2 separate regions of the Gossypium hirsutum genome follow, and region 2 is linked to region 1. Evidence: chromatin contacts called from public Hi-C data. All regions are on one chromosome and are shown on one strand. Each heading gives the region's core, a stretch centred on a gene start, on an enhancer-like site or on the middle of the called end of the contact. The rest is flanking DNA. Distances are from core to core; before and after follow the strand shown.

The links. Hi-C and Micro-C count contacts between places; a contact is called where the count stands out from the background.
Region 2: a Hi-C map of leaf shows a contact between it and region 1, with 2.2 times the contacts expected there. The contact joins the promoter of LOC107950533 here to the enhancer-like site in region 1. A contact is called at or near these places in 4 of 34 Hi-C or Micro-C datasets (hypocotyl and leaf).

The regions. Positions count from the first base shown.
Region 1 is chrD03:9,095,300-9,099,662 of Gossypium_hirsutum_v2.1, reverse strand. No RefSeq gene overlaps it. Among protein-coding and RNA genes, the nearest start is that of LOC107950019, 31 kb to the right of the region's middle. Within about 2 kb of position 2,037, at least 4 of the 9 cell types and tissues checked have an H3K27ac peak or open chromatin away from gene starts, as enhancers often do. A contact at or near this core is called in leaf, where this site is marked.
Region 2 is chrD03:9,217,257-9,221,242 of Gossypium_hirsutum_v2.1, reverse strand. LOC107950533 (WEB family protein At3g02930, chloroplastic) reads left to right here and starts at 1,515. Exons shown (of 3, transcript XM_016885402.2): 1 at 1,515-1,867; 2 at 2,484-2,691; 3 at 3,038-3,986. The coding sequence starts at 1,851.

The DNA of each region.
Region 1 (4,363 bases), core at 788-3,287:
ACAATTGTTTAATTGAAGCTTCCATGGAGTGGTTTACTAGCGACTAAGGTAAACCACTTGTTAGATTTATTCGGTGTTTGATGTGCATGAAATTGATTGCCAAATTCTATTTAATTAAGGCTTAATTGATGTCAATAAATTCAATTGAAGGTCTATGTATATGTATGTTAGTTAATCATAATTAAATCGGGTTAATTTGACCAATAAAATATGTAAAATCGGGTTTTAAAATGAGTTTTTCTCGAAAATAGGTGCAGTGGTTTTCACACGGGCATGTGCTTGTCCACACGGGCTTGTGAGGGGTTGCACACGGGCGTGTGGAAACTGGAGCTATCACACACGGGTGTTTGGGATTCCCACACGGGCATGTGCAATCTGCCTAGAATTTTTTCACGACACGAACAAGGGTATTTAATGACACATGGTCTGGGGGACACGGCCGTGTGGGTTTTTGGGGGTTTGAATTTTTTATCTTTTTAAATTGGTATTTTGATTTGTTTAAGTTCTAATTTAGTCTTGAAAGTTTATTAGTCTACTTAGATCTCTAAGATGATAAGGAAACTTGGTAAAATTTTAGGATTAGTCTCGTAAAGGGTAAATTTTGATAGAAACACAATTTGTAATTCAGAATAGGTCCTGATAGTTTGTATGGTTACAATTTAGTCCCTAATAATAAAACTTGAATTAGACACAGCAAACAAACTCAATTTAAATTAAAATTTTTAGGCTTGCATAATTTTGACTAAAAGACGATCGGTAAACATTTAGATCTAAAACCAAGTTAGTTTTACCATAGGTGGTAAAATGACGGAAATGCCCTTAGGTTAAATTACCTAAAAATAGTTTAAAATGGGCTCATAATTTGCGTCCGTATTAATAAATAACTACTTAGATAAAATTGAGGTGTTATAAGGTCAGGGTGTGTCTTGAGTGGTCGTTAGCCGGAGAGTCACTTAAGTGACTAATGTAATGTTTCGAATTCAGGTCGGTCCGTCTTGGTCGGGTTTGGGGTGTGACAAAACTAGTTAGCAAAACAAGATTAGTTGGCCTATCGATGATGCCACATGTAATATGAAGTAACCTACAAATATGTTTCAACCAGTTTCATTCTATTTTGGGTGATAACATTTGTCACTTTCCACAACATTTGGAAATTTCCATTTTCATGAAAGCATGGATGAAGCGGTGCTTTGGAATGGTACCCACGAAAGTAAAAGTAAAACTTTGAACATTCTTCAAAAAGGAATAGAAGGCAAGCATAGGAATAGAAAATTTTCCATTTGCCATTTCCGATAAGGGTTTGACTTTGTTTCCAAAATTTAGAATTGGGTAGGTGTGGTTTAGAAACATTGGTAGCAAAGATTTGAATATGTGATAAGGTATTTGGGGAATAAGGAATTAGAAAGTGAAATTGAGGATTAGGGATTTGACAAGTTGGGGGTTTGATGAAATTGGGGAGAATGTTGAATTATATTTAAATGACTAGGCGATTATGAGCGCTAGAGCTACTAAGGGTAGTGAAGAATTAACTATCTGATAAGGTATTTGGGGATTAGGTAATTGGAAAGTGTAATAAGAGATTAGGGATTCGACAACTTGGAAGGTTGATGAAATGGGTGACTGAATTTGATTTGAATGACCAGCGAACTATGAGCATTAGATCTAATGAGGCGGGATTTTCAAAAAATAATGAAGTAAAGGATGAAGAATTAGATAGGCACCATGAATTCGATGGATTTTTTAATGGTAAAGATGCACCAGAAATAACAATGATAGATGTTCAAGGTAGGGAGTTTAAGTCATTATCTAAAGCAATCTTATTTTACAATTTTCTTTTTTTTTTTTTGTAAAAAGACCTAAGGGTCAAACTCAATTTATTGAATCACTAATAACAAAATCATGGATATCCATAGAATAATCCATGTCAAAAGTCCAATTACAATTATTTTTAATAGCCTGTTTGCAAAGAAAAGCCGCAATCCTATTATAGCTGCGGTTGGCCCAATTGAAAATGACCGAATTAAAATTTTCCAATTCCTTGCAGACCGTAGCCCAACATGGTAATATCCTTGCCACGTTTTTTCACCTTGTTAACCAAGCTGACACGGTTTGATTCGAAAATCACTTTAGAAATATTAAGGGAGAAAGCAAACTTCAAACTCTCTTCAAAAGCATAAAGCTCCACCCATGCAGCTAACATTTCAACATCTTTGAAGCCTCCACCCTCCAAGTACGAAACCATCGGAGTCACGTGCAATCACCCAATATCCAATCTTATTATTAGACACAGCGGCATCAAAGTTAATTTTCACAAAACCGCGCGGAGGTTTCACCCAGTTTTTAGTAGCAGGAGTAACAGGCAGCAGCGGCTTGTTAACCAAGTTATGAGTACGAAAATCTTGGCAAAGGGTTATTGCTCTATCCCAGACCACCCTCACATCTTCCTCCTTGCCCTTAAAGACAAAGTTATTGTGATTGTTCCAGCTGTTCCAAGCGTTGTAATGCAGTCGGCAACCGCTTTCATATCCAAAACACGCATGACGTCCTCGATCCAGTCGATGCATTGTGAATACTCTCTAATGAGGAGCCTATTGTAAAGGCCACCAAGAGCAAGAATGGCGCGAGTGGTGGGGCAATCTTTCAGGGCATGATTATGGGTTTCCACCTCGCACCGCACCTAGGACACTCTTTTCTAAAATCCTAACGAATAGAAGAAATCTTAGCATACTTAGGAAGAATGCCATAACTCACCCACCAGCAAAAAACACGGATCTTGGGCAATGTATTCAGCTTTCAGATTGTTTTCCAGAAGAATCTATGAGGGCCAAAGCCCACCTGCTTGAGGAGAAGCCACGAATAAGCTGACTTAGAGGTATTGAAACCGTGGGGGGTTATGAAACCACACCTTTCTGTCATTCGGACCTTTTGCAATAATTAGAATTTTACAAATTTGGTCCCCCATACTATTACCATAAAGCTCATGCACCCTTTCTTTGTTCCAGCACGTGTAGTTATTGTTCCAAAGGTCTTTCACTTTTCGTTCATGGAAAGTCAGAATAGTGGAGCAAAACGAATCACCATTTAAACCCTTAAAACCCCAATTATCTTTACAAATTTCGATGCTGTTGCCGTCGCCCATATGCCAACCGAAATCATTCACGAGGGTTTTAGTAGCAGTAGCAATACTGATCCAAGTGTACGTTGGCTTGTCTATACATTTAGGGCGAAAGATATCTCCATCAGGGAAGTACTTTGAACTTAACACATGATAGCACAAAGTATCTTTACAAGTAAGAAGTCTCCAAACTTGTCTGCCTAAGAGAGCCAAGTTGAAAAGAAGAAGATCCCGAAAGCCGAGGCCGTTCATGCCTTCGGGAAAGCAGACTCTGTCCCAAGTGAGCATTGACCAGCTCTGACCTCTATCTTTACCATTCCACCACATACGATTAATTTTGAATTGTAAGTCTTCAATGATGCCTCTGGGAGCAAGGAAAACTGAAAAAGCGTAAGTTGGAATGGATTGAAGTATAGATTTAATGAAAATTTCTTTACCCCTACAAGATAGGAGCCTCTTAGACCAACTGTTAATCTTGCAAGAAATACGGTTAGTAATACTTTGAAAGGTCATAGACTTTTTCTTCCCAACGAGGAGGGGTAAGCCAAGGTAATTATCGAGCTTGTCAACCACTCTCATTCTAAGTAAGTCACCATATTGTTGATGTTGGTTCATAGGAGTGTTCGGGCTAAAAAAACACCATAGATTTGTCAAGATTAATGCTTTGGCCCGAGATTTGTGCAAAGTCACTAAGGATATTCAAAAAGGCCTCCACTTCAGTTTTTTCTTTTTGTTCCTGACAAATAGAAGAGCATCATCGACAAAAAAACAAGTGGTTAATACTAGGGCCGTTTTGGCTAGCCCGAATTCCCCTAATAACATTAGTACTTTGAGCATGTGGTAACATTCTAGAAAAGGCCTCCATACAAAACAAAAAGAGATAAGGGGATAGGAGGTACGAGAGACAACAACACAAAGGAAGTTATTTTAAGGTATTTGTTAATAGAGAAGGAGAGAGAGATAAGAAATGGATGAATAATGGGAAAAGGGTACGAGAGCCAAGAGTTATGATTAGAACTCGTTGCAAGGCTCAAATTATGTTTTCACTTAATAAGATAACACATAGGTGGGTAGTTAGTAAATTTGCAAAGGATCACAACCATGAGATGGTAAAACAGTCACAAAAAAAGGCTTATAAAATCTAATCGTTCAGTTTTTTAAGGTGAGAAAGTATAAGCAATGACAATGAAAAGATCCAGTATCCTACAATTTTAGATGATGAATTTATTTGCTAACCAAGCGAGGAGC
Region 2 (3,986 bases), core at 266-2,765, 120 kb before region 1:
TTTTTTTTCTTTAGTCCAATGGGTGTGTTATAATTTAGTATTAATAATTTGTATTATAATTAACAAGGCCTCACCTATGATGATGAGATTGAGTTTTTATAAATTAAAAAAAAAGTATTTTATAGGGAAATTTAGTAAAATATATTTTTAGATAATCTTACATTACATCAACCAAATAGAAAAATCTTATGTTTTAGATAAAAGAATCTAATAGTATAAAATTTATACTCAATAATATCTAAAATGGATAAATCTTAAAATTATACATTAATTTTGTTCTAATTTACAATGTCATGCATAAATTTTAATTTGGTATACATAAAATTTTAGTTTTAATTTAATTTTCACCTACAAGTAATGTTGTTATCTATGTGACACTATTTTTTTGTTAAGCTATATGTAAATAACTTATATGATATTTTATTAAATTAAAACAAAAATGAATAAATTTAAAATATTTTCATATAAATTTAAATTATGCTTTTCTTAAATAATTAAAATTAATTTTTGGTATAATAAAAGCGTAAGTATTTGATACATTAGTAGAATACTTTTTTTATTCTACAAGCAGTTTTAAATTTTTTATATATGTATTATTTTTAATATTTTACTATATCCTATAAGATATTTGTCAACCACATGACCTTGTTTTTGAAGTCTGAAAATTTCACTGACAGTAAGGGTGAGCAAAACTCGATTTAATTCGAAAGAATAAAAAAATTGAATTTTGTGTTATTGAATCGAGTTTTTTGAATTATTCGAGCCAACTCAAATAACTCGATTTGAGTTTTGAGTTCAAGTCGAGTTGAATTTCACAATTCGATTAACTTGAATAATTCGAAAAATTCAAATAATAGATTGGTGTAAATACCCTTTTGGTCCCTGTCAACTTTGAAAATAAGCAAAATGGTCTCTCTCATAATAAAAATTAAAAAATAATTTAAAATAATTTTTAAAATTTAAAATATTTATAAAATTTTCAAAATTTATATTTTTAAAAAAATTCTAAAAATTCTAAAAAATATATAAAAAATATAAAATTTTAAAAATTTTCTAAAACAATAATTTTGGGACCTAATTAATGATTCAAATTTATCATACTCAAGTATCTTATTTTTTTTATCTTGCTTTGAAATTTTTTCAAATATATATTTTTTCAAATTTATGTGTTCTAATATGAAATTATTTATACTGTAACAATATTTTTATTTGACCTGTTTAATTTTTTAAATTTAACTTGAACAATTTCACTCAACTTAATTAAAAAAAATCAAATGAGTTAAGATGATAAAATAAGATTTGTGAATTCAATTTACTGAAATATTTTTTACTCAATTCGATCGAAGATCAAGCATAACCGGCTGTGTACCAATTAATTCCTGAAATTAGTAATTTTCATATTAAATCATTACAATTAATAATCAACCAACTAACCTATATTCAACGGTCATGTCCGTATTATCTATAGGCGTGATAATATAAATTTTTAATTAGATCTATCCAAAGGACAGCCCAGGGTCATTTCTGTAATTTCCCACATCATCTTCACACCTAAAAAGAAACAAAGCAGCAAAAAGAAGTAAGGATTCAAAAAAGGAAAGAAGAAATAACAGGCTGATGGTGTTTCTTTTTATGTTGTGGAGACAAGAAAATACCATCCTATATAATTTGCTTTCTTGAATTTTCTACAAAACCAAGCAAAGCTGAACAAGAAAAACTAAACTTCATCACTTACATTTTCTTCTCCAAAAATGTCTACAAATTAGCTACCATTACTCTTCTCTTTTATTTTTCCTTGTTTAAAACTCCAAAGCTTCTTCACCTATCTGCTGCTGCTTTTCATTAACAACATGTCTGCTAAAACGAAGTAAGTATCACTCACTCACTCACTCGCTTTTTTCTTCCATGTAATTTTAAGCTTTCGTCCTTAATTCTTTTATTTTAGACTAGATCTGCTTTGGGGGTTTTTTTTTTGTTTCTTTGTTCGAGGCCTTGTTTTGGGGGGTTTTTCTTTTCATTTCATTTGATTTTTTTTTTATCTTAAATTCTGGGATTATGTTGGATCTGCTTTTTGATGCTTTTTAGAGCTCGTGTTTTGGAAATTGAAACACTCAGTCTATCTGTAATTCCCACCCTTTTGTTTTTAGTTAAGTTTGTTCTTTGATTCCCTTTTTCAAATGGATTTTACTTCATTTTTCTGTATTCATAATCCTGATTCCTGAGCTTGTTTTATGAGTGTTCTGTTCTTAGTTCCCTTGCTTGTTAGGTTCATATATTTAAAATGCATATGCAAACATGTATAATTCAGTAGAATAATCCGCTGATCTTGATGAATTATGTTGAAAATGTTGCCATACTGGTCATAGATCCATGCTTAATTTTATTTCCACATGAATTTTGTTTATATTCTTTGCATTATGTGTTTAAAATAATGGGACTTTGATCTTATGCTCAGAATATGATTCCTTTGAACATTTAAACAGATCTGGGTTATTTGAAACTCCTACCAAGGTTTCACCTGCAACGCCTAAAGTGGCGACCAAAGTAAGCAGGGGACTGGCTAAACCAGAACCTGATTCACCCTCTCCCTTGCAAAGTACTCGCCATTCAGTTGAGCGTTCACCACGGACATCCCTCAATTCAAAGCCTACAATTGATCGTAGATCACCAAAGGTTGCCACCACGCCTGATGTAAGTTTCTTCGTCAATGCTGTCAAATATTACTGCATTTGATCTTTATACATTTCTGATTCGCGAGAAGATTGACGGTTGAAAAGGGATTTTTATTGATATTAGATTCTGGTTAAGAGGATTTGGAGGCAAGGGAAGTTTTTCTTGATGTTTCCAGATAATGTGTTGTATTTCAAGTAATTTTGAGGAAATGAAGTTTTATTTAAATGAGTTCCTAAGCATTTTGTATCCTTTGATGTTTAGAGAGGAAAACTGGTTTCGTGGAAGAGAATCAAACTTATACCTATTATTTCAATTATGAAACTAGTGGAATTTCATTTGCAATATGTGTTGTTTTGATTTTCAGAAACCACAAACACGGGTGGCTAAGGGATCAGAGTTGCAGGCTCAATTGAACTCGGTTCAGGAAGATTTAAAGAAAGCAAAGGAGCAGATATCATTGATTGAGAAAGAGAAGGCACAAGCAATTGATGAGCTGAAAGAAGCGCAGAAAGCAGTAGACGATGCAAATGAAAAGCTTAGAGAGGCTTTGGTTGCACAAAAGAGAGCTGAAGAGAGCTCTGAGATTGAGAAGTTCCGAGCAGTTGAGTTGGAACAAGCAGGAATCGAAGCTGCTCAGAAGAAAGATGAAGAATGGCAGAAAGAAATTGAATCAGTGAGGAACCAGCATGCTTTGAATGTGGCTGCTCTTCTCTCTACCACTCAGGAGCTTCAAAGGGTGAAACAGGAACTAGCCATGAAATGTGATGCTAAGAACCAAGCGCTGAACCATGCTGATGATGCAACCAAGATTGCTGAAATCCATGCTGAGAAGGTGGAGATTCTTTCAGCTGAATTGGTTAGGTTGAAGTCCTTGATTGATTCAAAGTGTGAAATGGAGACTAATGAAAACATGGAAATGGAGTTCAAGCTCAAGGCAGAGATAGAGTCATTGAAACAAGAACTTGAGAAAGCAAAGAACTATGAGGAGAAGTTGATGGGAAAGGAGGCTCAGATTGAACAAATTAATGTTGATTTAGAGGCGGCGAGAATGGCCGAATCTTATGCGCGCAATGTCGTAGAGGAATGGAAGAATAGGGTCAACGAATTAGAAATGCAGATTGAGGAAGCTAAGAAGCTGGAAAGATCTGCATCAGAATCTCTGGACTCAGTCATGAAGCAACTAGAGAGCAACAATGATTCATTGCATGATGCAGAATCTGAAATTGGGGCACTTAAAGAGAAGGTGGGATTATTGGAAATGACCATTGTTAGACAAAGAGGAGATCTTGAGGAATCAGAACATCATATCAATA